2 separate regions of the Rattus norvegicus genome follow, and region 2 is linked to region 1. A link is a contact called in public Hi-C data. All regions are on one chromosome and are shown on one strand. Each heading gives the region's core, a stretch centred on a gene start, on an enhancer-like site or on the middle of the called end of the contact. The rest is flanking DNA. Distances are from core to core; before and after follow the strand shown. Region 1 has its middle 36 kb from the start of Trnaa-agc27. Region 2 holds the start of Vta1 (vesicle trafficking 1).

Region 1 (4,242 bases), core at 586-3,085:
CACACAGACACACACAGACACACACTTACACACATACACACACAGAGACACACACATACACACACAGACACACACTTACACACACACACACACACACTTACGCACACACAGACACACACAGACACACGTACACACACAGACACCCACAGACACACACATACACACACATACACACACATACACACACAGACACACATACACACACACAGACACACATACCACATACACACACATACACACACAGAAACACACATACACACACACACACACACACACCCCACATCCTGAGTACTCCCATCCTCCTCTGTAACCTCTGCTTCTCTTATGTTTTTCCATCTTATTCCCTATAAACCTTTTTCCCACATTCATATCTCTCTTTACGTCCCTTTGGGTTTGACAAGGGTCAGCTGTGTGGCCTCGGGACTGAAACTATCCGTTGGAACCCGTGGGTTCACCATCAGGTGCACAGTTGACTCAGGCTCCTCCAGTGTCTGTAGTAGATAGTTCAGCCCTAAGCAACTGTATGACGTCAGTTCCTCCCAGATCCATGACTGATTTCAGCGTTGGCCTGTCTTGCACAGCTTCAGTGTAGGTAACTGTAGATGCCGTGAGTTCACGACTGCATTACCGTGATTGTAGAGGATGGGTTTTCACTGCCTGTCTCCTTCCCGTCCAGTGTCTACATTTCTCTCATCCCCTCTTCTTCAGTGTTTTCTGAGCCTCGAGTGCATAGTAAACTGACTCGTCTAGATTTGAGCTCTAGTTCTTCCCTTGTCTCAGCAATTCACTTCAAGGGAAGACTTGTCAGACTAGGCTTAGGAGGAGAGCTATTAGGGAAAAAAGCACAAAAGCACCAGCCTAGCTATTTCGAAGGCAGTTAGACATCACATCTATTTAGCTGAGCATAAGTAATACTTTCCTGTAAGCCTATGGCCTCCTGAGGCATGACGTTTAGTCCAGTCAGGCTTACAGTAGGAAGCATAGACTCCGGTCTTTGGCGCGGTCTGCAGATCTGGTCAGGGAATATCATAGTCCTGCCTCTATCATGTGTATGGCCTTTGTACCTGGCATGCTGGTACTGCAGTTTGTAGAGTTTGCCGCTGGGTAACACTGCTTTGGTTTCTCACATTCGCTTGGAACCTGTCACTTTACTAAGCTGGCCTAGGGAGAAGTACCAAGCACTGAGTTTGCAAGTGTGTGCTATTGCACCCTGATTTTTTTTTCTTCTGGAATCTGGGGATGCAATTCCCATCCCTGTGACTTTGCTGACCAGAGCTACCTGCGCACCTCCCCAAAGAACTTTCCTTTGTGACTCTGCTTAAAGTGGATAAGCAATATGGTTGATATTAAATCCATTTACCACCCCGTTTTAACAGCCCTTGCTCACGTGCCTTGTTCTATACGCTTAAATCCTGAAAGACTTGATCTCAGCCAAAGGCGGGCACATTTCCGGAAGCCTCCCGATGCTTTCCGTAAGTGGGCTGTCAATCAGGAGCTTTGGCTTAGGATGCAAATGTCTGCCCTTTCAAGCTTCAGAGCTCTGTGGGTGGTGCCCTTAGGAAGTGCTCTCAGCTGGGTGACTCGCAAGTTAGAATCTGTCCTACCCCACCCTATAGAATCCACTCCCGGGCTCTGTTATTTTTGCTTCTACTCTTACACCGCCTTTCGAGCTTTAAAATAAGTGTGTGTTCATTATTCCTTCAAGCCCCACTGCACAATATCCAAAGGGACCAATTCAGTTCCCAAACCGCCACGTATTTATTCGCACCGCAAACGTAAACAAGGGAGAGAGGCCGAATGAATGCTTCGTTTTTTCCAACCTACTTTGACACTTTAGAGGTGAATATTGATCTTTTCTTGTTTCCACCAACCTTCAGCAGCTACCTGGATGGAAGGAAGACAAAGAGGCTTTTTTTCAGTCCTAAGACGAATTGCTCTCCCCTACGTTTTGCTTCATTGTATCATATACATGCGGCTTCTGGGACAGATTGCAAGCTTGCAGAAGGAGGGGAGTTTGTTATGAAACAGGAAGTGAGAGTCGGGAGTAGCATGTGTCAAGCGGGGCCTGTGGTTTCTATTTAAGTGACAGAATCAGCTCTGGAGATGAACTTGAGAGAGGAGACAGTCTTTCCTAGGTGCAAAGTCATTGCTTTTCTGAATTATATGACTGATACATTTTTGTGGAACAATAATTTTTTTTGAAATTACTTTGAAGCTCACATTGCCAAGAAAGCCAGACTGCCCTTCCCTCATAACTCTATGACATCACCCAGTTAAATCATTTTTCAGGGAACATCTATGTTTTGCTCTTCCTACTCAGTATTGTCTAATGTTCTTCCCCGAATCCACTGGAAAATTAGACTCTTTTTGTTCAGGTTTAAGCTGCAATGTTATCACTTCTGCCCATCCACGGCTGGCCTGTTTTGAGAAAAATTCTAATTTTAATTTTAGCAGTGGCGTGTTATGGCCGTGTGTGTGTGTGTGTGTGTGTGTGTGGTGTGTGTGTGCGTGTGCAAAGAATCCTTTTTTTGGTTTGCAGTGAGTCACAGTTTTAATACTTTGAAAGGCTCTCCACAGGCCGCTTTCTCACGTGTGAGTGTCCTCACTTTGAAATAGCGGCTGATGCAATTTTGAAGTTAGATCCTCTGCAGAGAGCACAGGGAGAAGAAACAGGGAAGGAATTTGGTTAGAGGTCTCGGATAAGGTAAGATTCTATTGCAGCCTCCCTGTCAACTTCAATGACACAAAGACAGTGCTTGTCCCTGATCCCAGTCAGGAGACAGACCCGCAGCAGGGACCATAGAAGACTGCCAACTTTTTCTATGTTACAGTGTTAAAAATATACTTCAATGTCATTCTTAGAGCTTTCATACACAGAGGACTCTCTGAGCATTCGTGCGCTTCTCAAAGCACGTTATGGATAAATTAATAACAATTTTCAGGTTACATTTTCGGGACGCAGCGCTGCATTTCATTTTCATCTCAACGGTGACTGAGTTCTTCTTGCCTGTTACTGAACACTTTACCCAGAGGCAGGGAAAACTGCTTTGGCCCATCAAAAACATATGACTCATCGAATTATTGAAATGCAGCATTTATTGAGTCTCTACTATTTAATGAGTACTCTCTTAAAATGACATATTAAAACACTATTTAAAATTCTCTACATTCATTTACTCATATGCTTGTCCCTCCTTTGTGGAATAAACAGTGGACCTTGGAGATATAAACACCCATAAATGTAGGCGCTCTCCCCCCCCCCCCAATCCAGTAGTCCATTCAGGAAAAGCATAAGAAAAATTATGCTCACTGTAAATACTACTATGTTGGATGGGAACAGAAGGGATAGGTGGTCTCACAAGAGGGCCCCTTTCATTCTTTACAGGCAGGGGAAGCCGAGGGTCAGGAAGTTCTCTAAGAGTTAAGAACTGTTAAGGCAAGAACAGATCGCAGGGCATAGCAGTGGTCAGTCTGACCAGTCCCATAGAGCACTTGATACTGTCCTACAGTGTCCTAGGGAACACTGTAGAGGGAAAGGTGACCCAAGGAGGCAGAAATACCGCAGGGGCCTCTGCAGAATGTCCCTGCTAATTCCTGTTTTGATAGGGTCCCCTTTGTGCTGCATCTCAACAAGAATGTCATCCATCAGAGTGGATCGAGATCTCTGTTTCTACACAGCTCATGATAAAAAGACAATTTCCTTTTCAGGGATGAAAAAAAAAAAAGAAGAACCCTTCAGGTTGGATTCTGCAGATCGACATGTACCATAGACAGATGACTCCTACCATCTACGTTAAACTCACATTATAATAAAAGTAATGGAGGTGATAAGACTCGTGAATCACATCACAGACTTTGGAGGAAGCGGCATGGGGACCCACTGAGGAAAATTACAGGATGTCTTTCGATGTTTTAAAAAGAAACACGCAGTAGCTTCCACCATTTCGCAGAAATGGGTGTGTTTTGGCTTGATCATATGCAATAAGGCATGGCAGAGGGAATATATAAATGTATACATATGTTTCAGAAAGGCAAATTAAGAAGGCTAATGCACCGAAGGAGTCTAGGGATGTGGGAACAGCACAATGGAGCAGATGCTGCAGTGCTCACAAATAAGGCATCTGCGTCGCAGGTACGGAGCAGATGAGGTGCATTAAAATCATCTGTTTCTACTCTTCCTCGCAACCCACTTACATAATTCTGGGCCAACTTTTAAAGGGGGGAGGATTTACCGAACTTCCT
Region 2 (4,242 bases), core at 869-3,368, 460 kb after region 1:
ACATGAATAGATGCTGAACCTCATAAGACTCAGGGAATTGCAAATATGACTTCAAAGATACAGCATCCACAGCCACCAAAATTAGCAAAAATTAAAAACTTCAGTAACATCAAATGTGAGTACATTCATACCTTCCTATCATTCCTTAAAACTCTGCATGGATATTATGCAGGTCTTATAACAAAAACAGCATTACAGCCAAATCAACTTTGTCATTAAAATGCCCATTCGTGACTCTATGGAGAAGGGATTCCACTGAAACAGAAATACCCATAAAAACCAGATGACAACAGGGGAAAAGGTCCTTACCAGGAAAGGGTGAGGACAAGAGTAGACTCGAATTTCAAGTTCACCTAGGAGGGGGAGCTGTAAGGCTCAATTTTAGGGGACTGTCATGAGAAGCACTTCTCTCTTTTTGTGTTTTGTTTTAAACAAAGAAAACGGGGACCAAGCTTAGGACAAAGGGCAAGAATGAACATAAAGACATAGGAAGAAAAAGACCCTGGGTAGTCACAAAGATGCACAGTAATAGGTACATGAATAAGGATTAGCTTAGAGGGAAACAAAGGGCCCTGGCTCAAAGAAAAGTCAGTTTCTTTGTTCTATACCAATTTCTCTCTGACTCTATACTCCCCATCCTAACTCCTCCTCTTTTAAAGCTGCCTCTGGACTTTCACTTTTACTCCTTCTTATAAGGTATATTCTTGGCAAATTGTGCACAAAGGTCTGGCTTCAACTGTCAACTGAGCAATGTTTTTCTGAACACAGGAGAATGAGGTCCTCTCTATGCTACTGTGGTACTCCTGTTCCCCTTCCTGACTGAGTTTATATGATGCACGAGTACAGTCCAAGCACCCTCCTCCTCTCAGTAGTCCTACAAAGTGCTTAGGAAGGCTTGGCAATAGGTAAAAGGGCTCAATAACTACCTGCTGTATGGCTTTGTTTGAGGAACTTAGAGCAAGCATGGTGGAAACAACACCCTCACGCTCTTTATGAAAATGGGCTATAGTCACCTTGTGGCTTGCAGAAGAGGTGACAATTCAGATCTTAAATCACGTGGAGTATGGCAATTATTGGTGGAGGGAGGATATCCTTGCATACGTGAGAAATGAGGTACATGCTGAGAAGGGAAGGGTTGACTTTGTCCAGATTTCTACTAACAATGTCTTTACAATGCCCATAAGAGGGGACACATCATATTGAGTTTCTCTATTCTGTAAGTTGTTTAGAAACTCAGAGGTAGCACTGCCATTTCTTGCAACAAAGATATGAATATAATATTCAAAATATAATTTACATAAAATCACTAGTCCTACCCACTTCATCAACTCTAAACGTCTGAATGGAGTTCAGCCTGTTCCCTCTTCAGCGGCACAGCATTATTATAATACATCTCAAATTAAATATTTTTATTAAACTTCTTAACTTTCAGGATAGCTAAAGGATGACTGAAAATTCTTATTGGTGATAACGAGGTGTACAGAAAACAAATTAAAAAAAAAGTCAAATTCAAACTTTCAGTAGTAGACACTGTCCACTGAACTGTTTATGGGTTTTGGAACAAACCTGAAAGCTGTCGAGAGATTAATGTCCGGTTTTTGTTATGTTTTCTATTAGTCTCCCTTCCTACTCATCTCTGGGAAACCTACAAGCGTTTCACCCCATCTCAAAGGCTCGACTGTCGAGGTTATCATTCCCAGAAGACAGATAGCTTTGGTGTACACACAGAAAAGCCGGGGTGGGGTGGGGGGCGTGTGCAGAGTACCCAGGAGTGGCTGGAGTCAATCCCAAGGCATTTAGCAGGAAAGGTGAGGGACCGGGGACGGGGGTGGGGGCACTCTGGTTCTTGGGGTTTCCCGGGGCGAGCCAGAGGTCAAGGCTCAGGTCTAAAGCCAGGGGGCGGAGCGGGCCTCAAAAACGGAGGGAGACGCGGGGCTCGGGGAGTAACCGTGCGGGAGGGCGGCGACTCGGAGAGACTCACAGTAGTAGGCCACCACAGGATCTCGCTTGTCATGCTCCTGCGCCGTTCTCAAATGGTGCTGTATGCTCTTAAACTGCGCGGGCAGCGGCGGCAGCGGGGCCAGCGCAGCCATCTCCACTCCCGGAAGCGCCACTTCCTACTAGCGGGTCACAGACACTTCCGCTTCCGCCTTCTAGCGCGGCAATACCCACCCACACTTCCGTTGCCGAGATGCTTGTCTGCGACGGATGCCCGAAAGAGACAAACTTTGCTGCCTGGCTCAAGGCAGTTTAAATGTGAAGAACGTGAGTCTTCTATGTTGCACACTCCTCCAGCGCTCTCTGCTGGTAAGAGGAAGATAGCGCTTTTTAATTTTAACTTTTATTTTTGTTTGTTTGTTTTCATGGAACAAAAGGCAAAAAGAGGAAAGGGGAAAATAAGAACGTAAAGGACATTGACTGGGAGAAAGGAAAACTCCCCCTCCCCTCTCTTTTTCTCGTGTGTGTGTGTGTGTGTGTGTGTGTGTGTGTGTGTGTGTGTGTGTGTGTGTGTTTTGTTGGAAACATTCTAGGCAAGCAGTATATACCACTAAGCTACCTTTTCAACTTTTAATTTTTCCTTCCTTCCTTCCTTCCTTCCTTCCTTCCTTCCTCCCTCCCTCCCTCCCTCCCTCCTTTTTTTTTTTTTTTTTTCTATGAGACTGAGTCCCACAAAGTTGTCAAAACAGGTTTTGGACTTGTCAAAACCCTTTCCCCAGGGCTTCCCAGTTAGTAGAGATTACAGTCGTTTTGCTTATAGATGGCGCACAGTGGGTTTTGGGGGATGGGGGTGGGGAAGGTGTCATTAATTTTAATAGAACAAATGATCACAAAATAAAATTTTATACACTCACACACAAAAAAGTATACATTGTAGCCTTTCTAGAAACTGTAGAGAGATATTGGAAACATATATGTAAAGGAAATTGGAATTGGAAGCCACCATTGCTTTTAGTTTAGGAGTTTTAGATTCGTATATGAGAAATACTTTGAATACTATATTAAAATTTGCATGTTGAAATATTGGACTAAATAGGCAGTCCTTTTCAAACATGAAAGCTAAACATAATGTGAACTAATACAAATCAAATACTTTCTCTGATCTAGCTCGTGTATGTTTTAGTGAACCAAATTGATTCATGGAGGAAGATGATGAACTTTAGGGAAGTGTTAGTCTATCTTAATACTTGACAAGATAGAGTCCTGGAGATTCAGCACTTCCGACTCATGGTATTTTAATATAATTTTAATATTAATAAATATATATTATATTTCCTCCTCTCCATTCCATAGTATCATTTCATTTAAACTTTTCTTTCCTTGCCAATATTGGTTTATAATGTTCCTTTGCCTTATGTGGTTTCCCACCAGAGTAATACTGGTATCACTGAAAGAACTTGGTAATGTCACTTCCCTTTTTATTCATGGAACAGTTTGAGAAGTATTGATGTAGGCTCTTCCATAAAAATTCACTAGAATTCAGTAGTGTCAGGAGTGGTGGTACACACCTTTAACCCCAGCATTCTGGAGGCAGAGGTAAGTGGATCTCTGGGGTCTGGGAAAATATGACCCATGGAGGGAATTCCAAGACAGCCAGGGCTACAAAGAAAAACCTGTCTTGGGGGAGTGAAAGGGCATCCACTAGTAAACACTACTAGTCCTATTATTTATTTATCTATTTATTTATTTGTTCTATCTTTGTGGAAAGACTTTTAAAAAATTGCTTCATTTTCATTTTCATTCCTGGTTATAAACCTTTTAACGTTGTCTAATTTATGTCTAATTTTGGTAAGTTATATAAGTCTCGAAAATTTCCTTTAGATTTTTCAGTTGCTTTCTTTGAATATAAGTTTCTGAAATATTCTCTAATGACTCTGAATTTCATTAGATTCTTCTCTAATAACCTGTTTTACATCTCTAATTCTGGTTTCTCTCTTGGTTAATTTTGTTGGAAGTTTATTAATCTGGTGTATCTTTTCAAAGAACAACATTCTTCTGAACTGATATAATGGTTCTCTTGTAGCCTCTGGTTCTTAGTTTCTGCCCTGTCCTCCATGCCTGCTTCTTTGGGATTTTTCCCTGGTATGTTTAAAGGATGCTCCTAGGTTATTGAGTAGTGATCTCCTTGAATTTTTTTTTTTTTAATGTGAGTACTTAGAGCTTTATACTTTCCACTATATAGTTTCACACTTTCTAATAGCTACTGTCTTCTCTGTGGCTCAGAGTTCTGGTAAGTTGCGCTGT

Evidence for each region. Hi-C and Micro-C count contacts between places; a contact is called where the count stands out from the background.
Region 2: a contact with region 1 is called in a Hi-C map of Schwann cells, with 20 times the contacts expected there. The contact joins the promoter of Vta1 here to the enhancer-like site in region 1. A contact is called at or near these places in 2 of 12 Hi-C or Micro-C datasets (Schwann cells and mammary epithelial cells).

The regions. Positions count from the first base shown.
Region 1 is chr1:10,434,831-10,439,072 of GRCr8, forward strand. No RefSeq gene overlaps it. Among named protein-coding and RNA genes, the nearest start is that of Trnaa-agc27, 36 kb to the right of the region's middle. Within about 2 kb of position 1,836, at least 12 of the 93 cell types and tissues checked have an H3K27ac peak or open chromatin away from gene starts, as enhancers often do.
Region 2 is chr1:10,898,617-10,902,858 of GRCr8, forward strand. It overlaps Vta1 (vesicle trafficking 1), which reads right to left and starts at 2,119. Exons shown (of 8, transcript NM_001398685.1): 1 at 1,982-2,119. The coding sequence starts at 2,093. LOC103690921 (a long non-coding RNA gene) reads left to right here and starts at 2,181. Exons shown (of 4, transcript XR_010058835.1): 1 at 2,181-2,307.